Regions from separate parts of the Macaca mulatta genome. Here region 1 is linked to region 2. Evidence: chromatin contacts called from public Micro-C data. All regions are on one chromosome and are shown on one strand. The core of a region is the stretch at or near the end of the contact, and the rest is flanking DNA. Distances in the headings are between cores, read along the strand shown. Region 1 holds the start of GDI2 (GDP dissociation inhibitor 2). Region 2 holds the start of TASOR2 (transcription activation suppressor family member 2).

What was found. Hi-C and Micro-C count contacts between places; a contact is called where the count stands out from the background.
Region 1: a Micro-C map of CD4 T cells shows a contact between it and region 2, with 5 times the contacts expected there. The contact joins the promoter of GDI2 here to the promoter of TASOR2 in region 2. A contact is called at or near these places in 2 of 14 Hi-C or Micro-C datasets (CD4 T cells and cortical neurons).

The regions. Positions count from the first base shown.
Region 1 is chr9:7,370,387-7,376,641 of T2T-MMU8v2.0, reverse strand. GDI2 (GDP dissociation inhibitor 2) reads left to right here and starts at 2,303. Exons shown (of 11, transcript NM_001258168.1): 1 at 2,303-2,525. The coding sequence starts at 2,481. LOC107000022 (a long non-coding RNA gene) reads right to left here and starts at 2,113. Exons shown (of 2, transcript XR_001446964.3): 1 at 1,754-2,113; 2 at 1,028-1,510.
Region 2 is chr9:7,240,706-7,246,764 of T2T-MMU8v2.0, reverse strand. It overlaps TASOR2 (transcription activation suppressor family member 2), which reads right to left and starts at 1,588. Exons shown (of 24, transcript XM_077945678.1): 1 at 1,251-1,588.

The sequences.
Region 1 (6,255 bases), core at 1,054-3,553, 130 kb before region 2:
GGCGTGGCGGGATCTTGGCTCACTGCAGCCTCTGTTTCCCTGGTTCAAGCAATTCTTCTGCCTCAGCTTCCCGAATAGCTGGGACTACAGGCACGTGCCACCACGACCAGCTAATTTTTGTATTTTCAGTAGAGATGGGGTTTCACCATATTGGCCAGGCTGGTCTCAAACTCCAAACTCCTGACCTTGTGATCCGCCTGCCTCGGCCTCCCAAAGTGCTGGGATTACAGGCGTGAGCCATCGTGCCCAACCTCCAGCTAATTTATAGGGACGGTGTCTCAGTTTGTTACCTACGCTGTACACCACAGGTTGGTTTTGAACTCCTGGCCCCAAGTGATCCTCCCATCTCAGCCTCCCGAAGTGTTGGGATTACAGGCGTGAACCACTGTGTGTGGCCCAAGTACAGCATTTTAGATGCACTCAGTCCGTTAAGGCTCAGTCCAGGTTTGATTGTTGTCCTTCTGTTGGGCCATAGGTTCTATACTGCCAACTAAAATGAACTTCAGTGTTAAGTAAGGAAGGGATCCTTATTAGCCTTAAATTGACTTCCCTTATCTCAGTGTCTTTAAGTTTCTCAGAACTCTGAGTATTGATGAAACAGTCTTCACCTGAAATATGGTTAACATAATTCAGTTGACATCCTTAAATTTCTCTTCAACAGTCAGAGGCTGATGGCAATTGTGATAAAAGCTCTTTATTGTTATTGCTAATTAAAAAAAAAAGGGTCAGTAGGCAGGTGTGGTGGCCTGTACCTCTTGTCCCTGCTACTCGGGAGACTGAGGTGGGAGGATGGCTTCAGCCCAGGAGATCAAGGCTGCAGTGAGGCATGATTGCACTGCTGCACTCCAGCCTGGACGACAGGGCGAGATCGTCTCAGGGGAAAAAAAAAAAAAAAGGTATTTCATATTGGTCCAAAAATACAGGTAGTGTATAGTATGACCCCCTGATGACTTGAAGACAGAGCAACAGAAGGACTTTCTTTAGTCATCATTAGCTTAGCCAAAAGAAAAGTCAGTTACACTCACTGTTGCATAATCAGTTGTATGGTCAACTTTGCACTAATTTATTTGGTGACAAATATACACAATCAAATTAAGGTTGAATATAAATTTAAACTTTACTTTTGCTTTCTTCTCCCCTCCCCTTGCAAAAGGTCCATGGTCCAATATAACACATCTTCTCCAAGTATTTACGGGTTAAGAAACATTTTTAAAAGTTGTTACATTCTCTCCTCAATCTTGATGATTTAAATATGAGCAAGTTCGGTCTATCAAGGCAGGCTCATGATAGCTATTACCGAGAAGTATTTGAGTAGTTCTTGAATGCCAAATCTTCATTGTCTGCTGACTATGCAGATTTATCACGTGCTGAAAACACAGGTTTTCCAACTGTCATCGCCTTTAGGAAATTCACCTGCCTAGGCTTTCGTGGGATTTGCCTCTTGGAGCTGAGAACACAGCTTCTGCTTACACCCGTGTCCTCAATGAAGTTAGAGATTCCTAAGAGAATTCTAGAAAAAGAGGAGGGGGTTAAAAGGCAAGCAAGGTACAGTTTCTAAGCTTAGGGCCTAAACCTTTGCATCCAAGGATCAGCTACCACGTTTACAGTGGCTTTAAGTTATAGCCCTGGGTAAGTGCGGATCGGCTTCCCAATGAAACCTGGCCTTCACTTTCATCTCCGTTAAGGGTTCCTTTTAGCAAAAGAAGCCGCTTTTCCTCCTACCACTTTCCTAAAGCGCCCACCGGCAACGCACCAAACAGGGAAGGCACAGAGCGGGAAACAGGACACGTGTGATTTCCGAACTCTTCCCGGCGGGCTCCGGGCCCCGGCGAGCCCAGCCCCGCGGGAGGAACCAAGGCCGCTACCCGCGAGAGGCGGCCGGACCCACGTTCCTCGCCCACGTGGCCGCCGCAAGCACCCGCTCAAAGTCCAAGGACGGCGGTCCGGCTCTGGGACCTTGGACCGAGCGAGCTCCCGCCCCGACGGCGGGAGTCAGAACCGTGGTGGCCGGCAGTACTCCCCTCCCGCGGTCCCGTGCGCCTCCACCCCGGTCCACGCGCCGCCTCCCAGACCCCGGTGGCAGAAACCGCAAAGGGAACCGGAAGCCAAAATGGCGACGCCCCTCCCTTTTCCTCTCGCGAGAGGCGGGGAAGAAAAAAAGTTGGGCGAGTGACGGGGACAAAACCAATTAGAGTGCCGGAAGCGCCTGATTGGCGGCCCTCCCGGCGCCTGCAGGCCCCGCCCCGGCTGCGGAGGCTCAGTCACCGCCCTCCCCTCCCTGCCCCCTCCCCTTTTCTCCCCGCCCGGTTCTTCGCTTCCCGTCTGAGGTGGCGGCAGGTCTCGCCTTGTCGCCAGCTCCATTTTCCTCTCCTCTCTTCCCGTTTCCTTCGCGCCCGAGAGCGCCTCCCAGCCTCGTAGGGTGGTCACCGAGCCCCTGCGCCTTTTCCTTTCTCTGGTTCTGCGTCCGCCACTGCCCCGCCATGAATGAGGAGTACGACGTGATCGTGCTGGGCACTGGCCTGACGGTGGGCGCCGGGGCTGAGGGGCCGGGGTTGAGCAGCCGGGGCGGGCGCATCCCCGGCTCCTGCACGGCCCGCGGGTCGCAGCTCCTGGGGGGTTTCGTTCTGCAGTCAGCCGTGGTTTTCGGGACGGGAGTCGTGGCTGGGGGCACGGGCGGGTTTGGGGGCGCCCCGCGTCCCGGGACGATCGGGCGACTCCCAGTGTGAGGGGCAGGCGGGGAAATGGAGATGCGGGCCGCGAGGCTCCGGGCGGGGTAACGGCGGAGCCCGGCCGCTGCGCTTCCCCCTTGCGGAAGCGGAGTGGAGGGAGAAGGCGGCCCGGGCCGAGGCTCCCGCTCCCCACTTTGGGCCAGTGACCTCTCCGGGTTGGAAACTAGCACCCGAGGCGGAGGGGACGGTGCAGGCCTCGCGGTTGCATTTCCTATTCCGCCTCGGCCGCTTCCCCGGGTCTGTCTGGCTGCCAAAGCCGAGCACGGGGTTTCCTGACAAGTCTTGGATAATCACTGCTTCGGAACTGCTAGGGCTTGATTAACTTATATTTTTGGAGAAAAGGCAGAAATTAGGCTTTTAATCCTTTCTCCCCCCTGCTAATAAGAAGTATTATTGAATCTTTTTAGCCACCCTCCCTTCCCACTTACCGAGCATCTGTAGAATTGGAATTGAGTTTTTTCAAAACTTGTCTATCAAATGCTTTCGCACCTGACCTTCGCCGCCTTTTCCTTTTGTTTGGTGGGTTCCCTGCCTCCTTTGTCTCTTCTGGACTCTTTTCCCCTAAGAATTGGATTGGTGATGGATTGCTAAAGGCCAAGTTCTCTGTACTCCGAAGCTTTCTTCAGGGAGTTGGAAGATAAATCAGTAACAACATGAAGAATGCATTGTAGTATATATATGAATGCAAGGTGTACCTAATACCATGGTATATTGATTTTCCTGGTTATGTGTCTGCTTAGAGAGCTTTAGGTTAACTGTAGATAATGCAGGCAGGTTCTGTAGTTTGTACTTTTTCTGTTTTTTTTTTTTTTTTTTTTTTTTTTTTTTATGAAGACTTCATCTTGCAAAAGAATTTGGAGAAAACCATTTTAACTATCGATTTTTGGGAACTTTGAAATTCTAACTTTGGGCTGCTTGATCATAATTAAGATGAATACTGATGTAAATCTTGTGTATCCTATGTACTCTGACTTTAAATTCCTGTGTCATTTAATGTAGACTTCCACTTCAAATTTTTTGAAATTTATTATAATCTGTCAGGTTCAAACTAATGTTTTTTTTTTTTTTTTTTTTTACAGGTAACGTCCCAAAATAACACTTTTAAATGTCTCTAGTCAAGAAAAAACCTTTGAACTTTTATTTGGCTAATTTTTTAGGAAAGGTTTGTTAAGACTTAGAATGGTGTTTTTCTGGCCTGTCATTTTTCTGTTTATAGTTATATGCAATTATTAGAGAATATTCATTCAGAATACTTTGTTATGTTTGACAAATTCAGGAATAATCCTGTCAATGTCTTTGAAAAGCTGGAAGGCTGTTGGATGCCTAAATGAATAGGCCCTACCCACTGCAGGTTTTGTGCTTTTTTTTTTAAGTGCCTAATTGGGATTCCAAACTGCGCTTAGTAGTTTGTGGTGGATTTTGCCCGTTGGAATGGGTAGTGCTGCTGCCAGCGTGTTGTTAGAGCCGGTTAGTTCCACCGTTTTTCTATGGTTGTTGCTGGTCTTTCAGATTTGCTCACAATCGAGGTCAGTTGAGCATGGACGAGTGAGTGCAAATCCACCATCATGCAGGCTTCCACAAGCCCCATTCACATCACTTTGTATCAAAGATGGTGAAACAGTCTTTTTATATAACAAGTTAAGATAATGCACTTCGTTTAAATTTTCATTTGGATTGTGAACTTTTTGATAAATGGTAGATGCATACTTAACTAGAAATCAGACCAATTTCTGCTGTCATTTTGTAGCTGTGATAACTTTAATCTCTGTTAGCCTGCCTAAGTTTTCTGAGATGTTCTTTGATAATTATATCAATTCAGAAGAATCACATTATTACCATCCTTGATAGGAGTAGTGATGACAGGATGATTTTGATAATGAGAAATCTTATATCCTTATTTTTAGTGTTACCAGGAATTAGATGACTAAAAATTAGAAGAAGAGAAAACCAAAGTTAGCACTCAGAATTAACTTTTGAGTGTCTGGAGTTAAATTAATTTTCTTGAAATTTACTTTATATTTAGTGCCTGAGATTTAAGAACCTAAAAAAAGGCAAGTGCTTTCAGTGCTAGGAACTTGTTACTTTTAAAGAAGTGTAAGGAAGTGCTGGAGTTGCTGTGTTGCTTAGTGCTGCCATTGTTTGTATGAGTTGTTAAGTCCAAGCTCGTAATCACAAATATTGATAGTCATTTTAATCAAGAAGATACAAAATGATTTGGCATAAAGGAGTAAAATCTTCATTCTGTGTGTAAAAGAAATGGAATATTCCACACAATTTAATTTTCTAAGGAATTAAGGGTTATCTCTAAAGAGCACAGCTTTTGGATAATGCCTTTCTAAATGCTGTCACAACTTCTCTAACAAACTAACATAATTTACTTGATAACTAAGATTTCACATAGTGAAGATTAATTATTGTGTTGTGCTGTAACATGGTGAAGCCATGAAGACCCCGCCAGCTTTGTAGGAACTTTTGCCCCCTTTACTCTCAGGCTGCTCTGCTTTTTGAGCTCTTGAGTTTACTCTTCAAATTTTTTCCCTCTGTCTTACTCTACCGTTAGGCTGGCAACTTTTACTTTTCTCCGCTTTCAGCATGTGTGGGCAGCCTCTCACCACATATTTTGCACATAGTTCACTATGGACTTGGAAATAAGTTCACGAGTCTTGTTAGACATAGTAGATTAAAAAAATAAGAATAGTTCCACAGCTATTTGTGCTTCCCAGAGGTTTTTCTCTTTCTGTTTTTTTTTTGTTCTACACAGTAAGGATTTATGAGTAGAAATATATACTTTAGTGATATTTAGCCAGATGATTCTCAGCATCATATGTCTAAAAACTTGCTTTACATCCCAGATACTTTTCCCCATTTCTCTTTATCAAAATTTTGTGATTTCAGATTCAGAGAAGGTTTTATACTTGATTTTAAAATTATGAACTATAATTCAGATTGCCTCTTGGATTTGCTTAATCTTAGATTTGCTCTTTGAGAGTTCTTGCTTATAGCTGTGTTAGAGTTCTGTAGACAAAGGACTTTCTATTCACTACAGTAGTGAGCATAGGATCAATATTTGCAAATGCTATTACACTTGGGAGCTGTGTTGTAGGCAGTTTAAACCAGTGTTAAGCATCCTGGCCAAAAGAAAATACAAGTGAAATTAGACATATTTTAGCATGTAGAGATGACAGTAGTGTGACATTGGGTTTTAAAGACCACTGGTAGATGTTCACATGCGTGATACACTGCAGTTACCTCTGTCTTCCTTCCCATGGTACCTGATTGGAGACTCTTCCTGGAGTAATAGTTTCGGTTTCAGTTATTTAAACTTCCAGTGACTATTGTGATCAGTTATGGGCAGTAAAAAGGTAAACACAGAACCTGTCTATAAGTAGCTTGTTCTCGTGTTGGGGGGTAACTAATAATAATTCGTATGAGAAAGCAGTAAGTCCCCTAAGAGGTGCACTTATGGGAGTTCAGACAGGGAGTCGGGGAAACCTTCATGAAGAAGGAGGTATTTAGCTGGCTTTAA
Region 2 (6,059 bases), core at 339-2,838:
GTATTGTCAGTTATAGGGATATCTTGAAAATAACTTGAATGTCTACCAATAGAAGAAGATTCACTTGATAAATACATGCCGTATCGATCTATTTTTACTAAATAGATATACTGTATTTAACAAACACCATGTCTCAGTCAAGTTCTTAGGCACTTCACCGATTTTAACCCATTTTAACAACTATGTTTGGACCACAGGAGATGCTTATAACCTCCCTTTAAAGAAAATTAGTTACATTTGGGCAAATGTTCTGTATACACAAAATTTCGAATATACCGTCTTTGTCTTCCTTAAAGTAACTGTGGACTTTCTGTCACCCTTTTTCTGGCCTGGCTTAGTTATTTATTGATGTACAGTACTGGACATACTGCATACAGCCAGCCATTCCTATAAGGCAGTTTTTCAACACAAGGGTATTCTTGCCCCATTAGGGGACACTGCTTTGTTACAAACCTCCTAGGCAGGATTACCGCCAGGCTCACCCCTAGTTTTATTCAGGGAACACTGTAGACTCTCGGATCGCGAAAGCTATTCCAATAATAGCATACAGTTGTATGCCACATATTTAAGTTTTGGATACACTTTCATAAACTTTACTACTCTAATTTTACCTTACAGGGAGAATAAGGAAGAGTAAGCGATTAAGAGAAACTGGAGAATTCCCAAAGTAATCTTCCTCAAAATTTCAGAGTCATCAACCCAGTTCTCCCACGAAACGCTGCCTGGCGCCGCCTTCAGACAAACTTCTGGGCTGCTCGGACCAAGTTCTCCTAACGCTCCTGCACGGCTGGGGTTTGCTGCTAAAATGACCCTCCCTACGGAGAGACCTGTTTTACCCTCTAAAGAAAAAGTGGCGCATTGCCATGAAGAACCCGCAGGAAATGATTTCCCAGCCGGTGCAAACCCGAAGACCGAAACTTCAGCCAAGAACTTATCATCATATCCCTGAGGACGAAGCTGTCCCCCGACAGCCGACGCAAACGAAACGCCTCAAAAAGGGGCAAGACGACAGGGTTACGACCTCTCTGCCGCCGACACCGAGCGCGGCCACAAGTTGTAGCGCAGGACAGAAGGTCGACTCATCTAGAAGGCGCCGACCCCTCCCACCCCCTCACCTGGAGCGCCGCAAAAGATGAGGAGAACGCGCCGACCCTCGCAGCCAAGCCCCGGCAGCTGCCCGAGCGCTCAGCCTCGGAGACCGCCGTCCTCCTCGCAGGGTTCCCGGGCGCCCAGGCCGGGGAGGGACTTACCCGTGCTTGGCTTGGCCGCCGCCCCCGAGGACCTGAGATCCCGGCTTGGCCTCCTTCCCATGCTTCTCCCGGCCGTGCTCTGCGTCCTCCCCGGCCCTCGCGACACCTGCGCACGTGGGAAGCACCAGTCGCCGGCTCCGCGCTCCCGCAGGGAGCCCCCTCAGGGGCACGCCGTCCGCCCCGGCCCCGGGGTCCTCGCCGCGGGCGCTGACAGGGACGCCACGCCTGTCCGCGCTCTGTCTCCCGTCAGGGTCTCAGGCGAGAGGCAACCCCGGGACGCCCGGCAGCCTGCGAGAACATGTCGACTTTCTCGCTGACCGGCGCTAGCCACCGGAAGTAAAACCTCGCGGCCAAAGGAAAAGAAAAGGGGAGAGGGGGCAAAAAAAGAAAGTGAAAACTGAAGTGAGGCGTCCCCCTCAGAGATGGGAACCAATCGCCTGGAAGAAACCAAGGCGCAGGCGCGGACCGAGGTCAGCGTCCACGCGGCGCTCGCGTCTCCCCTCTGCGCAGGCGTAAGGCCACAGCTCGCTCCTGATTGGGCCCCGATCCCTGCGAACGCGTGGCGTCTCGCGATGGCGACCCCTAACCGGATGCGGAAGATGCCCTTGGGAAGAGGCGGGAGAGGACCTCTGGGCTGACCTAGCGTGCTCTGGCAGTGGTCCACGTGGTCGCCCTCAGGCGCCTTCGCCGCTGTCTGCGTTTCCCTCTGTTGCTTCTGCTGCTGCTGCAAGAACAGTTGATTTGTCTGGCCCAAATGCAACATTTCCGAAATCTTGCCCTTGTTTTAATCCATATAGCGGGCGTGGCTGTTACCCCTAGGAAAGCACCTCTAGAAATTTATAACACATGCACAGAGAGCTACGGTAACCATAAATAAAGTGACCATCAATAAGTTCAGGTTTATTATCCTTGCCCATGATAAATAGTCATGCAGACATTGCTTAACTGTAGGGACACCTTATGAGAGAGATGCCTCATTAGGCAATTTGGTCCTTGAGTGAACATCATAGAAACCTAGAAGCATAACCTACTACATACTAATGCTATAAGCCATAGCTCATTACTCCTGGCTACAAACCCATGCTATATGTTATTGTACTGAATACTGTAGAAATTATAACACAATGGTAAGTATTTGTATAAGCATATCTAGACATAGAAAAGGTACAATAGAAATACAGTATAAAAGATAATGGTACACCTGTGTAAGGCATTCTCATGAATGGAGCTTGCAGTACTGGCAGTTGCTCTGGGTGAGTCTGTGAGTGAACAGTGAGAATGTAAAGGTCTGGGACATCACTGTACACTCTTGTAGACTTCATAAACTCTGTATACCTAAGCTACATTGAATTTACTTTTTAAAATTCTTTCATAGTTAACCTTAGCTTACTGTAACTTTTTAACTTTTTAAAATGTTTAAAAACTTTTTAAGACTCTTTTGTAATAAGACTTAAACACATTGTACAGCTGCACACAAATATTTTCTTTATATCCTTAATCTGTAAGTTTTTTTTCTATTTTTTTAATTTTTAATTTACTTTTTAAACTTTTTTTGTTAAAAACTAAGACACAAACACACATTAGCCTAGGCCTACACAGCATCTGGAGAGTCGATATCATTGTCTTCGCCTCCATTTTGTCCCATTGGAGGGTCTTCAAGGGCAACTACATGCATGGAGTTGTCATCTTTTATGATAACAATGCTTTCTTCTGGATACTTTTTGAAGAACCTGCCTGAGGTTGTTTTACAATTAACTTAAAAAAAAAAAAAAAAGGAGTACATTCTAAACGATAAAAGTATAGTAAATAAATAAGCCAGTAACATAGTCTGTGATCATGATCAAGTATTATGCACTGTACATAACTGTGTATGCTATACTTTTTTTTTTTTTTTTGGAGACTCAGTCTCACTCTGTCACCAGGGCTGGAGTTCGGTGGCATGATCTCAGTTCATTGCAACCTCCACCTCCCAGGTTCAAGCGGTTTTCCTGCCTCAGCCTCCCAAGTAGCTGGGATTATAGGCACCCACCACCACACCCAGCTAATTTTTGTATTTTTAGTAGAGACAAGGTTTTGACATGTTGATTAGGCTGGTCTTAACTCCTGACCTCAGGTCATCTGCTCACCTTGGCCTCCCAAAGTGCTGGGATTATAGTGTGAGCCACTGCGCCTGGTCATGTGTGCTGTACTTTTATGTGACTGGCAGTGCAGCAGATTCATTTACACCAGCATCACCTCAAACACATGAGTAATGTGTTTTATGAAAATAAGATGGCTACAACATCACTAGGCAATAGAACTTTTCAGCTCTATTATAATCATATAAGATAACTGTTGGATATGTGGTCTCTTGTTAACTGAAACATTAAGTGACATATGACTGTACCAATGAGAGAGATTAAGTGCTAATGAACATGTATCATGAGTCAAGCACCGTTCTGGTAATACGAAGAGATTCAGTCATTGTGTTTACTGTTTACCGTAACCAGGTGCTGTAATAGACACTGGTTTTACAATCATGAACAAGATAGATAAGGACCCTGCCCATTATGGAATTTATTGCAGAGGTGAGTCACAAACACAGGTAAATCACCGCCATGACAAAATAGAATTTCAGATAATAATACATGCCATGAAAACTCACTGGAAATGCTAGTGGATGGGACTGGGGGCTGGAGGCCAAGGACGGAAGCAGTAGAACTACAAGATCTTACTGAAATGGGCACATTTGAGGTCAAACCCTAAAGATCAAAACTGATAGAACCAAAGCCTGGAATACATGGAGGAAGAGCTTTCCAGGCAGAAGGAAAAGCAAGTGCAAAGGACTTGAAAAGTGAAATCAAACCTATTCAAGAACAGAAGAAGGCTGACTGTGGAAGTAGGGAGTGAAATATAACTATTTTAATAGTGTACAAAACCAGAATGTACAACTCCATGATTTATCACAAGGCAAATATTCATGAAACCAACACCCCCATCAAGAAATAGAACATTGCCAGTACCTCACCCCTCTTCCCTAGCCTAAGCACTATTCTGACTTCCATGGTAATCTCTTCTTTGCTTTTAAAATTAAGTTTGCCAACTAAATAGGCACTCTGAAACTTTATCATTTAGTTTGCTTGTGGTTTGAACTGTATATAAAGTGAATGATTTTGTGCCTGCTTGTGAGACTCACTATGTTTTTGGGTGTACTTGTTCTTTCATTTTCATTGCTGTATATGTAGGTGTGAATGTAACACATTTGCTTTACCCATTGTATTATTGATGGATATTTGGGCTGTGTCCAGTTCTTGGCTATTATAAATAATACTTTTGTGATCATTCTCGTTTGTATCTCTTGGTGTACATGGGCACTCATTTCTGTTGGATGAAAACCTAGGATTGGGATTTTGGAATGCTAGACATGATCATTTGGATTTTTGTTTCTGCAAATATTTATGACCTTATTCCCCACAGTTGGCCAAGTTTCCTTCTCTACTTCATTGATGTTGGGCTTGGTCTAAGTGAGGTCTTTTGGCTGATAGAATATTAGCAGACATGATGCAGCAGGATTCTTAAGTGTGCTCATGCTATTTGAGTTGGCTCTTGTGCTCAGGTGATTCATATGGGGAGAAAATATCTCAGGTAGCCGTTGTCTCCTCAGCCTGAGTCTCCAGAACAAACCTATGTGGAATAGATGTGACACCAACCCACAGTCCAACACACTTTGGATTAGCAGAGCCTTAGACATCCTGAAGATCAAGGAGTCTGAGAGTTAATGCTGTTATCACAAGCTAACCGACTTTGGGGTGATTTATTATAGGGCATTATGGTGGCAATAACAAGGGCATATGTTCAACTTTAGCAGATAATTTCAAACTTTTTGCAAGCTGGTTTTACTAAGTTATACAGTTCCACAAAGATAATTCTAGTTTGTCTACATCTTTGCCAACACTTTTGAATTGTAGCCACTCTGAAGGGTGTGTCAAGGTTTGAATTTGCATAGTATCCAATGTTTTTCTTTTTCAAGTGTGTTTTGGCTATTCTAAGTCTTTTGTTTTCTTTTTTTTTTTTTTTGAGACGGAATATCACTCTTGTTGCCCAGCCTAGAGTGCAGTGATGCAAGCTTGGCTCACTACAACCTCTGCCCCCCAACCCCCAACCCCCTATTCAAGCAATTCTCCTGCTTCAGCCTCCCTAGTAACTGGGATTACAGGCATCTGCCACCACGCCTGGCTAATTTTTTACATTTTTAGTAGAGATGGGGTTTCACCATTTTGGCCAGGCTGGTCTCAAACTCCTGACCTCAGGTGATCCATCCGCCTCTGCCTCCCAGAGTGCTAGGATTACAGGCATGAGCCACTGCACCCAGCCCGTCTATTCTAAGTCTTTTAAATTTCTGTATACATTTTAGAACCAGCTTATTTTCTACCACAAAAACAACCTGTTGGGATTTTGGTTGGGATTGTGTTGAATGTACATATCTATCTGGGGGAGAATTAACATCTTATTAATTGTCAAATTCTACTTATTCAGGTCTTTAAAGACTTCCTTCAGCAATATTTATAGTTTTCAGTGTACAGCTCTTGTACATATTTTGTCATATTTATCTCTTGTTTTTGATGTTATTCTAAATAAAATTTTTGCAATAATTTGTTGCTAGTATATAGAAATAAAATTGATATTTCCATATTAACTTTATATCTTGTAGCTTGTTAAAATCACTTATTATATCTGGTAGCTATTTGTTTGCACATGTGTGGATTCTTTGTGCTTTTCTAGGACACTCTCTGCACATAAAAATAGTTTTACTTCATTGTTTCCAATTTG